Regions from separate parts of the Gossypium hirsutum genome. Here all the other regions are linked to region 2. The links are chromatin contacts, called in public Hi-C maps. All regions are on one chromosome and are shown on one strand. Each heading gives the region's core, a stretch centred on a gene start, on an enhancer-like site or on the middle of the called end of the contact. The rest is flanking DNA. Distances are from core to core; before and after follow the strand shown. Region 1 has its middle 43 kb from the start of LOC121219509. Region 2 holds the start of LOC107954804 (receptor-like protein kinase FERONIA). Region 3 holds the start of LOC107956295 (fumarylacetoacetase).

The links. A called contact is a pair of places that touch in the nucleus more often than the background predicts.
Region 1: a contact with region 2 is called in a Hi-C map of leaf, with 2.6 times the contacts expected there. The contact joins the enhancer-like site here to the promoter of LOC107954804 in region 2. A contact is called at or near these places in 2 of 34 Hi-C or Micro-C datasets (both in leaf).
Region 3: a contact with region 2 is called in a Hi-C map of leaf, with 1.7 times the contacts expected there. The contact joins the promoter of LOC107956295 here to the promoter of LOC107954804 in region 2. A contact is called at or near these places in 2 of 34 Hi-C or Micro-C datasets (leaf and petal).

The regions. Positions count from the first base shown.
Region 1 is chrD07:48,444,734-48,447,527 of Gossypium_hirsutum_v2.1, reverse strand. No RefSeq gene overlaps it. Among protein-coding and RNA genes, the nearest start is that of LOC121219509, 43 kb to the right of the region's middle. Within about 2 kb of position 1,432, at least 6 of the 9 cell types and tissues checked have an H3K27ac peak or open chromatin away from gene starts, as enhancers often do. A contact at or near this core is called in leaf, where this site is marked.
Region 2 is chrD07:48,607,305-48,610,082 of Gossypium_hirsutum_v2.1, reverse strand. It overlaps LOC107954804 (receptor-like protein kinase FERONIA), which reads left to right and starts at 1,282. Exons shown (of 1, transcript XM_016890485.2): 1 at 1,282-2,778. The coding sequence starts at 1,797. It also overlaps the pseudogene LOC121219175.
Region 3 is chrD07:48,743,862-48,746,685 of Gossypium_hirsutum_v2.1, reverse strand. It overlaps LOC107956295 (fumarylacetoacetase), which reads right to left and starts at 1,489. Exons shown (of 6, transcript XM_041097783.1): 1 at 1,243-1,489; 2 at 989-1,017; 3 at 451-515; 4 at 125-217. The coding sequence starts at 1,489.

The DNA.
Region 1 (2,794 bases), core at 183-2,682, 160 kb after region 2:
GCATTCATTCTGCAACTACAAATTGTAGCTCCTGTTTCAGTCGCCACCCGTCCGTCGCGGTTCCACCGCGATCAGTGACCAGAGGCATGCCGAGTTGGGCTTTTAACCCCTTTTTGGAGCAGATCCGAGGGCAAATGTAAGCCTCCCTTTCCCTTTTATTTTTATTTTTCGCATATATAAAAAAATGAATAACAAATCGAAGAAAGAAAATAATAAAAAAAACTCTAATAATCACCTTTAAAAAAAATTGATATTCGATTTTGTATCTTTTGATTTTTTTCATCCCCTTTTTACAGATTCATGTTTGGCTTTATATAGCCGAAATAACAGAGAAAGGAAAATAAAAATCCGTTCTCTAATTCTGCTATTTTCCTTTTTTGTAATCTAATTGCTTCTTTTTTGCTGTTTTCCTTGTTTATTCTGTTGCAGGAGCATGCTTGGAGGGGGCGCGCGCGGAGGCACCGCACGCGGGGCCCTGGGTTCGACACTGGTGCAGAGGCAGAAAGCTGCTGCTGCTGCTAGGATTTTTTGTTTTGTTTTGGGCTAGTGGGCTAGGGTTTAAGCATTTAGGCCACTATAATTGGATAGTGAATTTGGGCTTTAAGTTTGGGTTTGTAAAAAAAACTGGACTGTTTTATTATTTTGGTTTTTTTATTTTTTTGTGCTTATTTAATTGGGTCCGGGGCAAAATTGGGTATTACACCTACATTTTGTTAACTAGTAGAATGAAGTTTCGCCATGGGAAAGTTGCCTTTGGAAAATGATCGATGACGCTGTCAGAATTGCAAATTATGTAGTAAATATGATTATTGATTCATGTTTACAATCATTTGCCTACCAATATGATTTGAGTCTAGCAGATTGAAAAGGAAATTATAAACTTCGGCTTTAAAGTAAAATTAATTACTAAAAACAGTTCAATTCGTCATTCACCTTCAACAATGCATCCAGGGTGGTAAGTCACAGAGTGTTCTACTATCCTCCCTGACGCTTGTAAATCCCCATCGTGTCTTGTATCTTGACTCCGTTTGGTACGGGAAGGCAGGACATGTAAGGCTTACCTCTACCACAATTTACAATCGGTTTAAATGGATTATATGTTCCGTTGGTCACATCATGTCCATCAGTTCCAGCGAGGATTCTACCGCTATGAGAACCCATCAGGAACTCCAACTCCTCATCCTCGGCGATGAGTGATGAGGTGCGGCTGGTGTTGATTTGCATTGACATAGCTCTACAGGGATTCATCGGATTGTAGAGCACAAGCACTATAATTGCAAGTGAGAGATATGCTTTCATCATTTTGGCTTCCATAATCTGTCTCTCCAGCCTCAAATCAATGACAAAGCTTAACCAGCTCTCTCTAAGGTCATGCCATTTATATACAAGTTGAAACAATGACAACCCACGTGAACCGAATTGATGTTTCAACCTCCATATACGAAAATTCCAATCACTAAAAGTTAATTCATTAAACTATTCTATCCACTGCCAAAGCATAACTGCCACTCAAATAACGTGGGATTATTTCATCATTTTTTCCATATATTAGCAGCACATATTTTGCATTTTTTACTACCATTTCAGTATCATCAACCCATCTTATTATTAATATTCAATCTCTCTAATTTTTACCGATCATTTATTAATAATTAATATTTCTTTTAATTATATTAAAACCAAAAGAAAAAAGTTACCCGGTATATTACTTAACTTTTACCTCTAATATTTACTTCAAATTTGGGAGGATATAAATAAAAATATTAGTTGTCAAAAAATGAGATTAAATAAAAGAAACTTGACTTGTTTAAAATAAGAGTCGAGTTCGAATTTCAATATTTAAAGCTCGAGTTTTATCTGACTTAGGGGTGTAAATGAGACAGTAGTGCTTGCAAGTTACTCGAGTTCGACTCAAAATAATTTGAACTCAATTCGGTAGTTATTGAACTTAATTCGAGCTTGAGCAACTTGAGTTATCAATTGGACCAAATTTGAGCTTAGTAATACTTGACTCGAACGGCTCATGAGCCTTATCAAACTTTTCATATTTCCTTTAATATGTAATATTAGCCCTAGACATAATTATTGGCTTGAGTTTGAGCTCGAGCTTGAGTACAAAATTTGGTTAACATTAAGCTTAATCGAGCTTGAGCTCGAGTAGCTCGATTATATCTCGAGTAAATCTCTAGCTTATAATAGATGTTTGATTAAGCTCGAGCCGAGTATCTAGTTGAGCTCAAGTTTGTTAGTATTCGAGCTCGACTCGATTACACCCCTAGTTTGGCTTGATCCATTTTCAAGTTTATGATAATTTATTTTATATATTATGAAATTTATATTATATGAAAATTAAATATATTAAATTATAATGTAAATTAAAAAAAATTAACTTGTGTATACTAAGATTTAAAAAAGAAAAAAATATATCGATAGTGAAAGAGATAAATAATTACTAAATATTAAATAAAATAAATAACTTTTAAAATAAACAACAATATGAAAGGATCTAAACAAGTTTGAGTTAATTATTTACAAATAGAGATGGATTTAGACAAAATTTGAATATCATATTTCAAGCTAGACTAGACTTTGTAACTATATTTGTTTTCTTTTTAATACAATATAATTTCAAACTCGTACACTCACACACTAAACTACTACACAGGTGAACCTAAGAATTGAACCTTGATCTTTAAGTATGGATGAACTCGATTCAACCAATGAACGTATTGCTCAAGTTTAACTATTCTTATTATTAATATCATAAATAAGATTAAACTAAACAAAATTTAAT
Region 2 (2,778 bases), core at 33-2,532:
TGTCAATTTCAAGTATTGTTGGAGTTGAGTTAAATGGACTAGACAAGGTGCTCGTCAGACTAAAATGTGATGGATTAACGAATGCCATTAAGAACCTTTCATCATTCATCTTTTGAAGATTATGTGAGCTCGCTCGGTGTGACAAGGTATTTGGGTGAATGATATTGCTCCTCTAGCGAGCCTATGAGGTCAAGCTTCGTGGTGCACAAAATTGAACTTTGATAAGTTCTTTTTACCGTTTTGATGATTTGGCAAGAAGGTTCGAAATGAGGGTAACAATATTGGTTTTATATGTTTTTATTTAATTTTCACTCATAGTGAATGAAAAGTAATCTAATTATTCAAATCTTTTTACCTTACTTAAAGATTATTTAGTTCTGAAATATAATTTTTATTTTCTGTAGATTAATGTGTAAATTTGTCATTATACTTTATGTAAAAAATGAAATTTGTCACCATATTTTAATTTTATTGATCTTTGACCTTGTACATTTGAAATAAAGATAAACTTACCATTCAACTTTTAACTCTATATTGAATTTTACAAGTTCACTTTTGCTTGATTGGTTTTTGATTAAATTTTAATATTCAATTTTAATTTAAATAAATCGAAGACAAAATTAATAAAAATATTTTTAATATTTTATTTTTATAATTAAAATAATGAATTAATTAATATAATGTTAAGTATTAATAAAACTTTTATTTATAAAAAAAGAAAGTAATTTTACTGTTTCATTTTTAATCACCATTCACAACTTAATTTTCACGTTTAATAGATGAGTCTCACATGGTCCTACACATTTTAAGGTGATGATTGTTTGATTATATATTAATGGACTAAAAAGTAATGGAGTGAATATTAACTCATTAATTTATTATTAATTATTAAAATAAAATATTTAAAAATAAATTTTCGGTAAATCTTGTTTTTAAACCATCAAAATTAAATTATAAATTTTAATTAAAAAATCAAAGATGATGGCTAAAATTTAACAAAATTCAAAGTTCAATCACATAAAACTTGAGTTATAAATTTACCTATATTCTTAAAATATAATTACAAATATCAATTAAAATAAACTTGAGTTACAAATTTTAGTTCACCTATATTCGTAAGAAGATGGACATATTTGCAAGTGAAATCTGAACAATACCAAATAGTAAAAATGTATATTTCCATTTTTAATATTTTATACTAAACATCATATGAAAAGAATAGATATAGTTTTCAATTTTTTTTTCTTTCTTTTTACTTTTCATATTTAGTGGGGCTCAATCGAAACAAACACTATAGTTTCCTATATTTTAGATAAAGACATGAATGAACATTCAATTAAAACTCCCAAAATTCCAAATTCGTCATTGGTGAGAATAGTCCCCTCTATTTGATTATTCAACCAATACAATTCCACTTCTGTTTTTCCTCCTCTCTTTTCTTCCACTTTCTTCCAAAACAAATAGAAATTTAATGCTAAAGAACAAAAAAAAATCTCAGTGCATCTTAATATTTGGATAGCTGAATAATAGCACCAAAAAGGTGCTGCCAAAAAGTCAATCTTGTTTGACTAGGCCCACCGTTACCCATATGCAGTAGAGAAGACGGATGATAATAACGTGACATTCTATGGAATACACATAAGAAACAAATGTTAAACTCTACTAACTTTGACTAATCAAATTACGAAAATGAGAATTTGAAAATTCAATTGTACAGTAACTGACCTTGTCCTGCACTCCATCTCCACTTCACTATTCATTTCCTACCTTTCTTCATCTCTTATCCCTTTCTCCATATGCATCTTCTCTCTCTGCCTCTCTGTTTTTCCCTCGCAATGGAGATTCCAACCAAAACACCAACTTTTTCCCTTCAAAACTCGTTCCCCTGTCTCTTCTTCTTCTTCTTCTTCTCCAGTCAATACATTGTGGTTCCTGTTACAGCAGATTTCAATGTTACCCCTTACCACCCCATAGAAAACATTGCAATTGACTGCGGTTCTAATTCCACCAATGCCTCATCTCCCGATAGCCGTTCTTGGGTTGGAGATGGCAATGGAAAATTCAGCCCCATAGAGCCACAAAACAACAAGTACAAATCATCAGCGAGAAAATCATCAGTTAATAATGTCCCCTACTCCACAGCTCGTCTTTCTTACTCACAGTTCACCTATTCTATTCCCCTCACTCCTGGCCCAAAGTTCATCCGCTTGCACTTCTATCCAACTTCATACCCAGACTTTGACGAACCTTCTAAGAAAGCTTTCTTCTCTGTTGAAGGTGGGGGTTTTACCCTTCTCAGGAATTTCAGTGCTTCACTCCATGCTGTACCCGAAGTTCCACTTATCATCAAAGAATTTTGTATAAATGTAGATGAAGCTCAAAGGTTAAACTTAACCTTTATTCCTAGTCCTGATATCACTGATTCTTATGCTTTCATCAATGCCATCGAAGTTGTTTCTATGCCGATCAATCTATATTATACACCAAAGATTGTTGATGACGGCGTACCTTTTGTTGGCCAGGCCCAGGGAAGCTTGTACACCCTAGAAAACAACACTGCCCTTGAGAGGATGTATCGAGTCAGAGTTGGTGGGAGAGAAATCCCGCCAGAAGAAGACACTGGGATGTTCAGGGGCTGGTTAAAAGATGACGCCTATTTGACAATAGCCAAACCAAGTGCTTTACCTGTTAATGAAAGTATTAATCTCACCTTCAGGAGTGATACACCATCGTACTCTGCTCCAAGGGAGGTTTATGTGACTGCAAGGACCATGGGGA
Region 3 (2,824 bases), core at 240-2,739, 140 kb before region 2:
TTAGGAAATTTCTAACACATAAACACATTCATTACTTGTGCATGTTTGTGTGTGGATTGGTAGATACATACATACAAAGCAAAAAGGATACAAAAGTGAAAGATAATGTACTAAACATACAGACCCACTAATGGTCCCAGTTCTAAGGAGATCGCCTGGCCTCAGGTTGCAACCATTGATTGTGTGGTGTGCTACTTGTTGAGTCACTATCCAATATCTGTTAGAAGAGTTCAACAAAAATCAACACATATTTGAAAAGCAACAAATCAGTATATTAAGTACAACAAGAGATGCAACATCTTCAAGTTCAAAAAATACTCAAATTTTCTCCCAACATCAAATAATGAAACAATTTGATTCTTTCTTTCATAACATCATAAGGGAAAAAGCAGCTATCATCTGACAGGACTTTCAAAAGAATAAGAGCAGCAGTGAAGTGGAATCCCTTACAGGTTCTTTAAATTACTTCTTGTAACCATGCATGAATCAGTTTGTCCAGAAGGTTTAATTTGAACCTAGAATCAAGAAACAAGTTCACCTTGAAAATTTTATAAAATTTAAGCACCCGTAACTCAATAGCAAGAAAATAACTTAAATTCACGATACTACAAACACATCATATCAAACTGGGAAACATCCACTAAAATAACTAGTGAAATACTGAAAATCAAGAGGTAAGTTGGATGCTACCTCCAGAACCAGAAAGATATCCTAAAACATGAACTCCATGTTAACATTAGGAAATTTCAAGAAATGCAAATAAACAGAACTCAACTAGCCGAAATCACAAGCCATTCGAAAAATAATAGAACCAGTCAAACATGCAATAGAATAAACAAGTATAGAACCACATTGAAAAACTTTTCATCTGTTCAATCGAACATGCAATAGAAACAGTCAAAGAAAAGCCCAATGGAAATCATAAGAAAATAATCAAAATTAGGAGAACAAAAAAAATATTGCAAATTTGAGCAAAAGGAAAACTAACCTGTAAAATAAACAGGGGAAGAGTGCGAGCTGCTAAAAGAGTGATGTAACGACTTGTCAGGCTGCTGTAGAGTTAGGAGTAGAAAGAAAAACGAAATTGATTTTACTGAAAAGAAAAGAAAAGAAACGAAAAACAGGGAAAGAGTGCGAGCATTTTTCGTTCTTGATAAAATGGAGAAAAGAAAAGAAACGTAAAGAGAAGAAAACAAACGTACGAGAAGAAGAAGCATAAATCGATGGAAGGGAAAAAATTACCTTGCAATATGAAAGGGAAATGTCTGAGAAGATGAAGTTGATGAGGGCAGAAACTGGAATAGAAAATAAGAAACGGGAATGGAATCCCTAATCGGCGCTGAATGGGGGGAATGGCTATTACAGCCAATGGGGGTAATAGGGGCGAAACTGAATCGGGCTGTAATGTTATTACAGTCAACCAAATGCCCGTTTGGTGGTGGGCCTTCAAAATTGAGGGGAACGCATACCTATTCCCCCAACCAAACATGCTTGTAGTGTCATATCTTTTATTAAGGATGATATATTATTGACTCAAAAAAAGTAGTATTTTAAAAAAATAAATTTATGAAAAATATTCTATCAAGAAATACACTATTTTCGATCGGTCTTTTGATGGAATATTATTGGCGAATTGAGTATTTTTGACAAAAAAATTAATTTTAATTTTAATTTTATATAATATTTAGAACTATCCATAATTTCTTCTCATCCTTAAATAGGAGGATAAATGTGCTTTAATGTACTCGGACTTACGTCCTCCTATTCTAACAACAATGTTGATGCTAATCGAGGTAATACCTGGTCGATAAATTTTATTTCTTTTTAAATACATTTTTGGGTGAAAATTTTAATTAATTTATAAAATTTATTAAATTATGGAACATCTACGATGTTGGTGAAAGAATTATGTAATAAATATATCTATACAAATTAATTTAAAGATCAAATGAAACTTTAATTGAAGCGGTGAAGATGTTAAAATTTATTGTGTTTTGAGTTTGAATCCTATCAATTATATTTTTCTAGATTTCACATTAATTGAAATGACAATAATATATGTTTATTACTTTGTAAAAGGAAAGAGTTTTGGTAATTACTCAATTGAGTTGGGACGCGATTGAAGAGTAATACTAACTCAATAAACCCCTTAAATATAGTATAGATTCTCGTATGAGATTTTAATATTTAACATAGGTATAATGATTTATTTGACCCTCCAAATTTACTAAAAAAATTATTTTACCCATCCATTTACTTTTTTGTCTTTTTTAGCCCTTAAACTTGAGTTTGTTAAATTATCCTAAAATGAATGAAAAAGTTAACTTTTGTTAACTTTAGTGATGTAGCGTACATGTGAATTACCACATGGATGCCATGCCAATAATTAATAATTTTTAAAATTTTTAAAATTTTTTCAAAAAAATATAATAATAATTTTTAAAATTTAAAAACTACTAAAAAGATATAAAAATTATGTATATATTTTAAATTTTTTTAAAAATTAATTAATTGTTAGTTGCCACGTGTATGACGCCACGTCAACAAAGTTAACAAACATTAACTTTTTCATCCATTTCAAGGCTATTTGACAAACAATGTAAGTTTAAGGGCTAAAAGAAAAAAAATTAAATGGAGGGCTAAAATGATATTTTGTGAAGTTGAGGGCCAAAAAAGGTCATTTGCCTTTAAAATGTGATTTATATATTAACATTAAATTTAGAAACAACTTATATTTTAAAATTATTTAAAATTAATATATCATATATACTAATATTAACAAAATTGAATATAATTAAAAAACACCTAAAAAAAAGTGTCACAC